2 separate regions of the Macaca mulatta genome follow, and region 1 is linked to region 2. A link is a contact called in public Hi-C data. All regions are on one chromosome and are shown on one strand. The core of a region is the stretch at or near the end of the contact, and the rest is flanking DNA. Distances in the headings are between cores, read along the strand shown. Region 1 holds the start of HOMER1 (homer scaffold protein 1). Region 2 holds the start of JMY (junction mediating and regulatory protein, p53 cofactor).

Region 1 (6,223 bases), core at 1,941-4,440, 280 kb after region 2:
AGACTTTGCCAACTGTCAAGTTTCAGCTGTTCTTTTCCATTTCCACAAAGTTCATAAACTACTATTAGGGGAGCCATAATTTTTTTCTGCCCAATCACTGATTTTATTAAAAATAATTCCTTTGCTTAGACTGCCCCTAGACTTGCAATAATTATCTACAATTAAGACAAAGATAAATCCTTATCATAACCTAACATTAGTTTAAAAAAAAAAGTTGTAATATATGAAACACTTTACCCAGAGTATTAAATGTTAGATATCTATTACAGCAAGGTAATTAATGATTGCTAAGGTAAAGCTTTAAAGGCCATTTAAAGCCCTGTTTCCTTTTGTTTGAAATAGGCCCAGGCAGCTATGCGAATTCCACAAACATTTATTAGGCATAAATACGCATAAAGTGTAGAAACATCAGCAAATGCCTTTGCTTTGCTGTACGCTCTTCTACTTCCACCTACCCTTCCTCTCTCAACTCAGATAAAACAAGGCACTATCAATGAGAAAGGGTAATAGCCCCAAACACAGGCTTTCCAAAAAATAGCACCACAAAATGCTCGCTCCTTTTTCTCCTCAGTCCATATATAGGACTTTATTGACTAAAGGACAGATACATTCATTTATAAACAAATTAATTATGCTAAGTGTCTAAATACATGTTATGTGTGGGGCTTACTTTCCCATTTTAAACAGTAGCCCCTTCAGTATTAAATTCATCCTGTCTCTTCCGGTTCTAGGCACTTCAGGAGCCGTAGCTTAAGGTGCAAACATAACCAAGACCAACAACCACACCACACACAACCAGTCCTGAAAATGGCACAGAAATGGTATCAAGAAATCCCAATCACAAAGATACGAATCTCTTAAGGGGGTGGACCCCAAGTTCCTGAGGAACATGCGATTTGCCAAGAAACACAACAAGAAGGGCCTAAAAAAGATGCAGGCTAACAGTGCCAAGGCCATGAGTACATGTGCCAAGGTTATCAAGGCCCTCATAAAGCCCAAGGAGGTTAAGCCCAAGATCCCAAAGGGTGTCATCCGCAAGCTCAATCAACTTGACTACATTGCCCACCCCAAGCCTGGGAAGCATGCTCATGCCCGCACTGCCAAGGGGCTCAGGCTGTCCTGGCCAAAGGCCAAGGACAAGGATAAAACCAAGGCCCAGGCTGCAGCTCCAGCTTCAGTTCCAGCTAAGGCTCCCAAAGGTGCCCAGGCCCCTACAAAGGCTTCAGATTAGATATCTGTCTGCCAACGTGAGGACAGGACTGGTGCAACCCCCAACCAGGCTGCCACCTGCATGGGGCTGGGGTCCTCCTGTGCTATTTGTACAAATGAACCTGAGGCAGGAAAAAAATATTCAGCCTAAGCTTCCCTTGGTAAAATGACAGGCATTCATGCAGCTTAAAGGTTGTGGAAAACTGATTTTCTTCCATGATGCTACTACTTCACAGTCTAGACAAAATGCAGCCATCAACATGAAAAACTGCTGCTTGATTTTTTTTTCCTCCAACATGTTTTAAACAGAGCTGCAGATGCTCAAGGGAAGCCATATTTCTAAGGTTTTGAACAGTAGTATTTTTCAGTATTTTTCTCATGTAAAATTGGTGCAATTCATCCAGAACATTTTTCAAATGCCATTATTTTTCAGCGTTAAGTGCTTAAACTGCTTAGAGAGAAAAAGGTCTCCATCAGAAAGATCGACTTCCAGAAACCAACTAGTGATCATTAAAATGAGGAGAATAAAAAGAAAATAATTCATTTTTTACAGTTTGAAGAAATCTTTAAGTCATCTCTAATTCCTTCATTTTACAGATAAGAAATAGAGTCCACAGAGGTTAAGCAATTTGCCTCAGATCACTAAGCTACTAATAGCAGCGCTAGAAATAGAATGAGGCATTTTAATTACTCTTAGCAGTACCCCCAAATCATGCAAGTTATATATACTCTCATCACTTGTCATTCAAGTTTTTAAAACAATTATCACTTTGTCATTCATTTCTGAGGAAAGTCTCCTACAACACGTTCTAAATTTTCAAAGTTATGCATATTAAACTTCAAATTCTAACTCCAAAAAGAAGGTACTATTCAGGAACTTTCCTCAGAAAGTTTCAAGCGTGTGTACACCCCTAAACCATCACAATGAATTTCAGAGTCCATTCTTTCAAAACCTGTCCCTCAACTACACTTTAGATGTGTTTGTTCAACGACACACACACACACAAAGAGAGAAAATTCTGGATGTTCTTCCGCCAAAAACCAATGACAATCTGTCAATGAAATCAGATTACTCCATTAATATATTATGGGTTTCCAGCTTAAATTAGGAAGTGTCACTAGCATTTCATCAACCCACAGTGTGAAGAGTTAATAAAAGACTGGAAAATGCACTCTAGGTTGGTTCTGGGTCCGAAGGAAGGTGTAGATCTGATATTGTTAACACAAACTGAAGGGCTGAGCTTAAAAGCGAAAAACAAAAGGAGTGAACAAGTTCCTTAAACAAAAAGCCTTTTCGTACGGAATGCACCCGCACCGTGGTGACCGCATCAGTAAGACTGAATTTCAGATTTTCGTTTTAACGTCCCAGTAAATCAATTCTATACATTTTAGCTTTGGATATTCAAGGGCAAAAGAGAGGGCACCGTGAGGGCAACAATTTACTCTGGATCACTTTCAAGGACTGTTGTCTAACCACTCATTACAATCGTTCCTTTGTGCAACTGATTATCTAAAAGTACTGAGAGAGTGTAGTACTTCTCTTTGAAAGATAACCATCAGCAAAAGCTAAGACAATGTGATTCTGATGACAAACTGATGCAGCAGTCTGACCAGTAAAGTGTAGAATGCGTTGTCTTTGTAAATATTACTCACAAATCCATATTCAAGTTACAAACGATGTATGTGTTTACGACCTCTGGTACCGCTCTACAAAAAGGCAAAAATAACCTAAAAGGTTAGCATGCCTATTTCTTTAAAGTATGACCAGCTTAGCAAGGTGGCAAGTTTGTTTGAAAACACAAAACGCAATCACCACCACCGCTCAATAATACACATACATAAACAGATTCGAAGCTGTGTTAAGCACAAAAATCCTTACCCCATTTTGCCCAATGAAAACTTGCTCTGAAGTTTCAGCTCTTATGCTACGGAATAACTTCCAAAGGAATTTCTCCGTCTGCTATTTCGCAGTTGATTTTCCACCCCCACCCCTAGATCCTTGTCCGGAGGTATTTCAAGGATGCTGCCAATTCAATTAGTTCTCTTAGGTAAAATGATTTCTTTCTTGTAAATACCAAAACGTTCAAACAGAGGCGGCATTTGCTTATTCGAGTTAAAACGCTTTGCGGAGGAGACAGCGATCAATTCTATTCCACAAAACGAGTCTACAAGTAGGAAAATGCAGAATCCGGCTTCACCGAGTCCTATAAAAAAATGAGTTCGCTGGTCATTTCACTCATGTCCTCCTCGACACTCAGGGAAAGCCAGGTAACTCGGCCTTTTCAGAGCTAAGGCTGCGGGTTCAAATTTCTCCACCACACCAGGTCCCCGGGGGTGGAGCGAGCAACCAAACGCGACGTGCACGTGAATAAAAATCCCAAAAGCAGTAATGCCACGGCTTCCCTGCGCTCACATTAGGAAAAAAACTACATAGAAAAATCTCCTCGAAGTGCAAATCCGGCAGCTCCCAACCTGCACGGCACTCCACATTGGAATCTGTCTTTTTTAATGTTTCTTCTCCTAAGACTCGGAGCAGAGAAGAGGTGGGGAGGAGGAAGAGAAGGCTGGGCAGGATCGATTCATTCTCCCGAGGAGAATAAACGGAGCCATTTCCAGGCTGGCAGCAGGCTGGGGGCGCAGCGCACGCCGGGGAGCTGGAGAAGGGGGCCCGATCCCACCTCCCTCAGCCCCTTCCCGCCCCCCGCCGCCGAGCACAATGGAGCCCGGCTCGCGCCCGGCCCTTCATTCGCGGCTGCCCCCTCTTCCCTCCTCTCTTCAGAGCACAGCGGATCTGAGGCTCCCGTCGGCGGAGAATGAATGAATCACAGAGCCAAGCCCCACGCTTCCACTGGCGCCCTGCCCCCAGCTCCAGGGCGGGCGAAAGGGGCCGAAGGGTCGACGGGCGCCTGCCCGAGCCAAGGCGGGAGGCTAAGACCGCGTCGGGGCCAGGAGAGCTGGGCTCGAAGCCGAAGCGCAGCCGCCGCTCCAGCGCCCCCACCCCTGCTCCTCGTCTCTCACGCTCCGCGCCGCCGCCACGCGCCGCCTCACATTCCCCGGGCCCCGCCGCCGCCTCTTCACACTTCCATCAGCGCCCGCCTCCGCCGGCCTCCGGCTCCCGCCGGGCAGAGCAGCGCCAGCCCCGGCGGCCTGAAGCCCGCCGCTGCCTCCGCCTGCACCGGCCGGCTGGCAGAGCGGAGGGTGCCGCTTTCCCAGTCAGCGCCGCCGGCGTGAGGCGAGCGCGGAGGCAGTGGGCTGCGGGGGGCGGGAAGGGGGCGGAGAGAACGGGGGGGCGAGGGCGGTACCTCCCCCTGCTCGCGGGAGAGGGCGGGAGGCGGTGGCCGCCGCGGAGCCGCGGCTGGGGGCTGGTGCGCGGACGGGTCCCGGGAGCCCGACGGGCCCTGCGGGCAGTGGGCAGCGGGAGCAAGCAGCAGCCGCGAGGCGGCGGAGAGGATGGTGGTGCGGGGCCGAGCGGCCCTCGTGGGGAGCTGGGCCGGCGGCAGGCCCTCAGTCCGTCCGTCCTTGTTTTCCCCCCTCCCCTAGAGGCCGGCGGCTGGCGGGCCGTGCGCTCTGCTCCTCCGCTGGCTCTTGGCCCCGCTCCCGGCCGCCACAGCCTCCTCCGCGCCCCACACCAGGTGCTCGCGCTGTGTCTCCATCCTCCCCGCAGGAGGACCTTTAAGTAGCAACGTCAGCGCGCTCCTCTCCGCACACACGTCACCCGCTGCTCACGTCACCGGGGTGCGGGGGATGATGTCACGCGGCCGGAAGTACTGCTAAATTAGGGAAGGAGCAGGGGGAGGAGGACTCGGCGAGCTCCTGTGTGCCCACCTGCTCTCGCTTCTCCTTAAAGGCCAAAGCACAGGAGACAGCCCGAGAGGAGCTCGAACAAGGAAGCGGCGGGAGGAGATTTCCTTGCAACAAATGTGCCAAACCGGAGTGAATCATTCGTAGCAGAAGTGCAGAAGTGTCAAGCGGGTAATATCCTATCTCCCACTCCCACCGCTGTTGCAGCAGCACCCCCGGGCTTCTCCTGTCCTAACTAGCAGGGAAATGTGGGAGGGAGAGCCTGATCACACTACTGGTAGATGTACTTCCAACAAGAACTTCGGAAAAATTACCTCAATTTTCAGTTATTGAGTGCCATTCTGGACGTAGTGGACTTTTAAACTTTTTCTCTTATTGGTTACCTGAAACACGAAAGAATAAAGAGCAGAGCAATAAGCAAACGAAGTAATGTTATAAAGGATAGTAATTTTATTTGCAAAAGAGCAGTTTTGGCATAGGAAAATGAGTCAGTCTTAGTTCACTCAGATAATTATCGTCACATGCATAGCAAATGCCAGTGTGTCCTCTCAGTTTCTCTTCATCAAGAATATGAGTTCCGTGACACTTGCCTCCAGACAATAAAACAAGAAAGAGAAAAAAATATATGGGTTTCAGTCTGTGGAATTTAAATTAAAAATTAAAAATTGGAAAGACCACCAAATCCTTTTTCATTAGCACAAGCATATTTTTATCTTCTTTAGTTTTGACCACATAGTATATAATTACAATATCTCTTAAGTGTGTTGTTTTGCATTTTCTGTATGGCAAGGGTGAGTAGCTCTCTATAAGAGTGCTAGCTATGTATGTGTTTGTGTCTATAAAACGCCATATTAGGAATGCTTTTTACATTGTAAATTACTACAGCATTCTTAAATTATTTTAAAATGAATAGGTAAAAACAAAATTTTAAGTTAGGTAAATTCATATAGTGAACTTTGGTTTTATTTTACTTAATCATGGCCAAGAAATAGAATTGATACGTATTGCCAAAGGTCAATACTGTTTCAAGTTAGTCTACAAATTTAGTGACCCTGTTTTCCAAACCAAAATCTAGACACACCATTTGACATTAGAAAAAAAAGTTGAATCTGAAGTGACCTGGAAAATCCAGAACATAGGATTACCAGCCTATGAAGTGATTATTAGGAAAGTTATATGTCAATTTCAACGTAGTTTAAATAAAAGAAGGTAA
Region 2 (6,342 bases), core at 1,102-3,601:
CGCTGTTGTTGCCCAGGCACTGTAGTGCAACGGCACGATATCAGCTTACCGCAACCTTTGCCTCCCGGGTTCAAATGATCCTCCTGCCTCAGCCTCCCAAGTAGCTGGGATTACAGGTGCCTGCCATAACGCCTAGCTAATTTTTGTATGTTTAGTAGAGATGGGGTTTCACCATGTTAGCCAGGCTTGTCTCGAACTTCTGACCTTGTGATCCGCCCACCTCAGCCTCCCAAAGTGTTGGGATTACAGGCGTGAACCACCGCGCCCGGACTATTTTTTTAATAATTTTTATTTCTTTTTCTCATCCTCTGAACAGAACTTATAAACAAATTCTTTTAACATTCATTCTCTGTATTCACAATTATACATAAAGGGTTTGTGTCCGTAATGTTTTATCAGAAAAACTAACTTTTTGCGGTTGCTTTTTAGCAAAAAAGAAGAGAAAGTTTTCTATAATGTGCTACTGTTTGTTTAGCTGGTAATTCAAACCTTTTTTCTTTTCTCTTTTCTTTTTTGAGGTGGAGTCTCACTCTGTCGCCCAGGCTGGAGTGCAGGGCATGACCTCAGATCACAGCAACCTTTGCCTCCTGGGTTCAAACAATTCTCCTGCCTCAGCCTCCCAAGTAGCTGGGATTACAGGCGTGTGCCACACACCCAGCTAATTTTTGTATTTTTAGTAGAGTTGGGGGTTTCACCATGTTGTACAGGCTGGTCTTGAACTCCTGACGTCAAGTGATCCACCCAACTCAGCCTCCCAAAGTGCTGGGATTACAGACGTCAGTCACCATTCCCAGCCCCCTAATTCAGATTTGAAATGGCTTTTCTCTCCTTTTTGCCTTTCAAAACGTGTCTCTGACTTGCATTTGAGATTTGACACAAATTCACAGTTGTAAACTTTGAAAATCTGTGGTTTCACATAACAAACTGTACAAAATGTTAAAAACCTAACGGGCTCAGTGGCTCACGCCTGTAATCCCAGCAATTTGGGAGGCCAAGGCAGGAGGATCACCTGAGGTCAGGAGTTTGAGACCAGCTTGGCCAACATGAAGAAACACCATCTCTAATAAAAATACAAAAATTAGTCGGGCTTGGTGGTGTGTGCCTGTAATCCCAGCTACTTGGGAGGCTGAGGCCGGAGAATCAGTTGAACCTGGGAGGCGGAGGTGCAGTGAGCTGACATCGTGCCACTGTGCTCCAGCCTGAGCCACAGAGTGAGACTCTGTCTCAAAAATTTTTTGGGGGGGTTGTTTATTCAAATATCAGGACAATACTGAATCAAGTGTTGAAGCTTAGAGTTTTAAGATAGATAATACTGAGCTAAGTTTGAAGCTTAGTTCAGTACTGTTCTGTCATCTGAATAAACAGCTGTTTATTACTGAACCTAACAATACAAGACTAATTCGAACGGTTTTGTGTTTAGAAATGTGAATAAATGTAAAAGAATAACTAATTCCCGTTGTTCTTTACTACAGTGCACAATATCTGTGACTTGTATACTAATCGTAAAAAGAAAGCCAATAATATAAACTGGATTATAAAGTCTACTAATTTCAAGAATGTGTTTCATCATAGTTTAGTAAGAATAGCAGAGATTGATATGACTTTTTTTGTATATGCATTCTGGGAACTCCCATAATTGAATACAACTTCAAAAGGGCTAAAGCCCAGTGACCTCAAAACGAGGTTCACAGAAAAGTACATAATGATGAAACCTGAAGCAATAAAACACCAATGAACTGAAATGTAAACATTCTTGCTCTTAGGACATGGCATTTTCATTTTTCATTTTGTTTTGGACTGTTACTGGGCTGTCCTCAGACACCTTCCTTTCATATCTTAAACTTTGTCTTTCCAGAAAATCTTTTGGAATTTTTTTTTTGTTTTTTTGTTTTGGTCTCAAGGGCAGAACTTAACAGGCTGGGGGCGAGCCCCACAAGAGTTCAGCACACCGTTCCCCGCGGCGACACGCTACTTCTGAACACAGGAGCGACTGCCCGTCGGGCTTCCTCCAGGAGAATGGAGACAAACGTACATTCGAGGGGCTCAATACCTGGAGTGCGAAACGTCTCAGTTCCTTCGCCTCAGTCTCTTTTCCCGGGTTCGGAAGCCACTTATGCAGCAGGGCACACCTGCCACTCACAACGCCCTCGGAGCCGGCAACCCGCCGACAGCGAGCTCCAGCCCGGGGGAACAGGAGGCTGCGCGGAAGGAAGGAGAGTCGGGAGCGCGGCCGCTCGCGGGCTGGCTCAGGGGACGCCAAGGGGAGGTGCCGGCGCGCACTGGCGGGGTGCGCGCGCCGCCGCCGCCGCGTCACCAGCGTGCGGCACGTGCCCGTGTTTACGTCCCTCGTGGAGCCGCCGACGTCAGCAGTCGAATGGCAACATTGTGGCGATGCTGAGGCACAGAGTTTAGAAGAAGGGTTCATCAGTCTGACCCGCTGCCGGCTTTCTGCGGCAGCAGCAGGAGCAGGGGCGGGGAGCTTGACCTGGGCGAGCGACCCGGGCGCACACAGCGCCGGCCTGACCCCGCGGGACCTGCGCCTCACCCCCGGAGCGCCGCAGACGCAGCTCCACGGCCTCGCGCCGGGGGCGGCGGGCGGCCGCGAGACGCTGCGGCAGCGCGGGGCTTGTAAACAGATCCGGCCGCACGTGACCATGTGAACTACCTGCTCCCGGGACGCGTATTGTCCTTCCCGCGAGCCGCGCCACAAAGGATCTCGGTGGTCGTGGCGCGGAGCGACGGGCGAACGAGCGAGGAGAGCCGGCCGGCGCACTAAGATGGCTGAAGGCGCCCGGCGAGGGTGAGCGGGGGGCGCGGCGCAGCCAGCGGGGAGTCCTCGAGCGGGCCGGGCCGGCGGCCCTTCCCCGCGTTAGGTCGGAGCCACCATGTCGTTCTCGCTGGAGGAGACGCTCGAGTCAGACTGGGTGGCTGTGCGGCCCCATGTGTTCGACGAGCGCGAGAAGCACAAATTCGTCTTTATTGTAGCCTGGAACGAGATTGAGGGCAAGTTTGCCATAACCTGCCACAACCGGACGGCCCAGAGGCAGAGGAGCGGCTCCCGGGAGCAGGCGGGGGCGCGAGGGGGCGCCGAGGCCGGCGGAGCTGCGTCCGACGGGAGCCGCGGGCCTGGCAGCCCGGCGGGCAGGGGCCGACCCGAGGCCACTGCCTCTGCAACTCTGGTTAGGAGCCCCGGGCCCCGGCGGAGCTCGGCCTGGGCGGAGGGCGGTTCTCCTCGGAGCACTGGCAGCCTTCTGGGGGACCCGCGGCTGCGAAGTCCTGGCAGCAAAGGGGCGGAGAGTCGTCTTAGGAGCCCAGTGCGGGCCAAACCCATCCCGGTTCAGAGAGTATCTGAAGCCAACGATGCGGCGGGGGCCGCTGCTGCTGCAGCAGCCAGACCGGCGCCGAAAGAGGCCCCGGTGTCCTCTGTACGTATAGTGAGCGCCTCTGGGACGGTCTCCGAGGAGATCGAGGTGCTGGAAATGGTGAAGGAGGACGAGGCGCCTCTGGCGCTCTCGGACGCGGAGCAGCCGCTGCCAGCCGCCGAGCTGGAGTCTCCGGCCGAAGAGTGCAGCTGGGCCGGACTCTTCTCTTTCCAGGACCTGCGCGCCGTGCACCAGCAGCTGTGCTCGGTGAACTCGCAGTTGGAGTCGTGCCTGCCGGTGTTCCCGGAGGAACCTTCGGGCATGTGGACTGTGCTGTTTGGGGGCGCCCCCGAGATGACGGAGCAGGAAATCGACAGTCTGTGTTACCAGCTCCAGGTCTACCTGGGCCACGGCCTGGACACCTGCGGCTGGAAGATCCTCTCCCAGGTGCTCTTCACCGAGACCGACGATCCCGAGGAGTATTATGAAAGCCTCAGCGAACTGCGGCAGAAGGGCTACGAAGAAGTGCTTCAGCGGGCCAGGAAGCGCATCCAGGAGGTGAGTTGAGTGAGCCTCTAGTCTGGGCTCTACTGGTCGCTTTTGGTTTACTGGCCAAACCAAAGGCTGAAGGCTTGGTCTCGGGTGTGCGCAGGTAGGACGGTTGCTTTTCTGGTCAAGTGGAAACCAAGAGGGGTTCCTGATCTACCTTCCCCTTCATCCCTCTGGGTGGCTGCTTAATTGACTCTCTGAAGGACCTTAGTCTTTATTTCCTTCCCCATTTATCAAATGCGCTCTGTGTACTACTCAGTACTGGTAATGCGCAATTAAAGCCACTCAGAAAAGTGTTCTGTAAGCATAGGCTACATGAGCATTTTTCTACCCCTAAAGCTCTCCCAGCAATAACTGCCCAGATATCAACTCTTCTTTGTCCGTGTCACCTTTATTTAAAATAGTTTGTCTTACCTAGCAAAGTTGATCTTCTGTTTTGATTCTTCTTTATGCAGTGTGGCAACCGACGCAAATTTTAAATTCATTTTTAAACGGGTGACCTGTCCAAGTGAAAAAGCACCTACTGACTATTGGATGCAAATTTATTTTTAAAAGATTTTTTATAAGTGTTTTGTTTCTTCTTTTTTGGACTACCTCAGATCTTTACAGATGGCTCAGGTTTCACTCCTGTTTTAGGGAGAAATAAAGGCTCTGGGCAGGAATGTTCGTTGTATTTTTGTACTTACTGTAGAAGTACAAAAGCTTTTTCAAACTAATCCTTAAAGTAACAAAAAATAATGGAAAAAAGGGTCTGAATGGATATACATATGGGGCTCTAGAATGTGTAAGAAATGTGTAATTCATGCCTGCTCACTGGCTTCTGCTGGAGGAACTTCACTAAAAAAAGTCTTTTAAAATATACTTAGTTTTCCCTAATGGGTACTGCACGTAGTTTCTCAAAGCAAGTTACTATTTTTACTATTAATGCAATTGAGATTGGTGGAGAAATGCACCACCGCCCACCTTTTTTTTTTTTTTTGGAGACTGTTTCGCTCTGTCTCCCAGGCTGGAGTGCAGTGGCACGATCTCGGCTCACTGCAGCCTCCGCCTCCCAGGTTCAAGCGATTCTCCTGCCTCAGACTCCTCAGTAGCTGGGACTACAGGTGCGCGCCACACGTTAGCCCGGCTCCTTTTTTTTTCAGTAGAGATGGGGTTTCACCATCTTGGCCAGAATGGTCTTTATCTTCTGCTCGTGATCCGCCTGCCTTGGTCTCCCAAAGTGCTGGGATTACAGGTGTGAGCCACTGTGCCTGGCCTGAAATGCCCCTTTTTATGGTGTTTATATTCCTGAGATTGTGTTGTTATCTGCCTATGTATATATAATACTTGAACCCTGTTAGACTAGGGAGCTAGAGCGTCCTGTTTTTTTCGTAGAATATGAGAACTTTTTCTTTATTAGACTTGAGTATTTAAGAAATGTTTGTTTCTCGCTTATACAATAGTACTCTCTTACAACTTCCTGAATCCAGTTTTTCAGTCCTTCCTGTTGGTTTACTCTATAACATGATCCTAGAGTTCCTGGTATCTGTTTTTATTTTCCTTTTTTATCACCTCACTTCGGGAGTCTGTTCTACCTTAAATTCTTTTGAAGGAAGTGACAAATCTTAAGTGACCACATATATTCTCAGAAGTGTTTGGTTAATATTGACCTGTATTTCTCTTAAACTGCAAGAACCAAGTTAGTGCTTCTTTCTTTTATTAGATTTACAGATTTTTTTTAAACTATATATTCTTTAAAAATTCCATGATGAGTGGGCCTGTCTGGTTTTAACTTTTTGGATACTCAGAAAAAGCGACTGTCAGGCCGGAAGCGGTGGCTCACGCTTGTAATCCTAGAACTTTGGGAGGCCGAGGCAGGCAGATCACGAGTTCAGGAGATGGAGACCATCCTGGCTAACACGGTGAAATCCCGTCTGTACTAAAAATACAAAAAAAAAAATTAGCCGGTGTGGTGGCGGGCGCCTGTAGTCCCAGCTACTGGGGATGCTGAGGCAGGAGAATTGCGGGAACCAGGAGGCGGAGCTTGCAGTGAGAGGAGATCCTGCCAGTGCACTCGAGCCTGGGCAACAGAGCGAGACTCTGTCTCAAAAAAAAAGAAAAGAAGAAAAAGCGACTGTCTCCGGTTTTTTAATTCAAATGGGTCAAAAATAAGCTCTCAAAATATATAGTTTTCTAGAACTCTTTAAAAAGGGGATTACATTAAAAAAAAAAAATCTGTTCCTAATTAAGGTTCTCTTGACCATAATGATTTGTTTTCTTTAACAGAAAATTATACTTTTTTTTTTTCTGAGACGGGATCTTGCTCTGTCGCCCAGGCTGGAGTGCAGTGGTGTGATCTTGGCTCACTGCAACCTTTGTCTCCCAGGTTCCACTGATTCTCCTGCCTCAGCCTCCTGAGTAGCTGGAATTATAGGCGCGTGCCACCTTGCCC

The links. A called contact is a pair of places that touch in the nucleus more often than the background predicts.
Region 1: a contact with region 2 is called in a Hi-C map of liver, with 2.9 times the contacts expected there. The contact joins the promoter of HOMER1 here to the promoter of JMY in region 2. A contact is called at or near these places in 3 of 14 Hi-C or Micro-C datasets (fetal cortex germinal zone, fetal cortical plate and liver).

What each region holds. Positions count from the first base shown.
Region 1 is chr6:85,877,311-85,883,533 of T2T-MMU8v2.0, forward strand. It overlaps HOMER1 (homer scaffold protein 1), which reads right to left and starts at 3,191. Exons shown (of 9, transcript NM_001261570.1): 1 at 3,089-3,191. The coding sequence starts at 3,093. It also overlaps the pseudogene LOC106998794.
Region 2 is chr6:85,595,112-85,601,453 of T2T-MMU8v2.0, forward strand. JMY (junction mediating and regulatory protein, p53 cofactor) reads left to right here and starts at 2,352. Exons shown (of 11, transcript XM_015140328.3): 1 at 2,352-3,920. The coding sequence starts at 2,886. LOC144341459 reads right to left here and starts at 2,656. Exons shown (of 2, transcript XM_078004934.1): 1 at 2,051-2,656. The coding sequence starts at 2,656.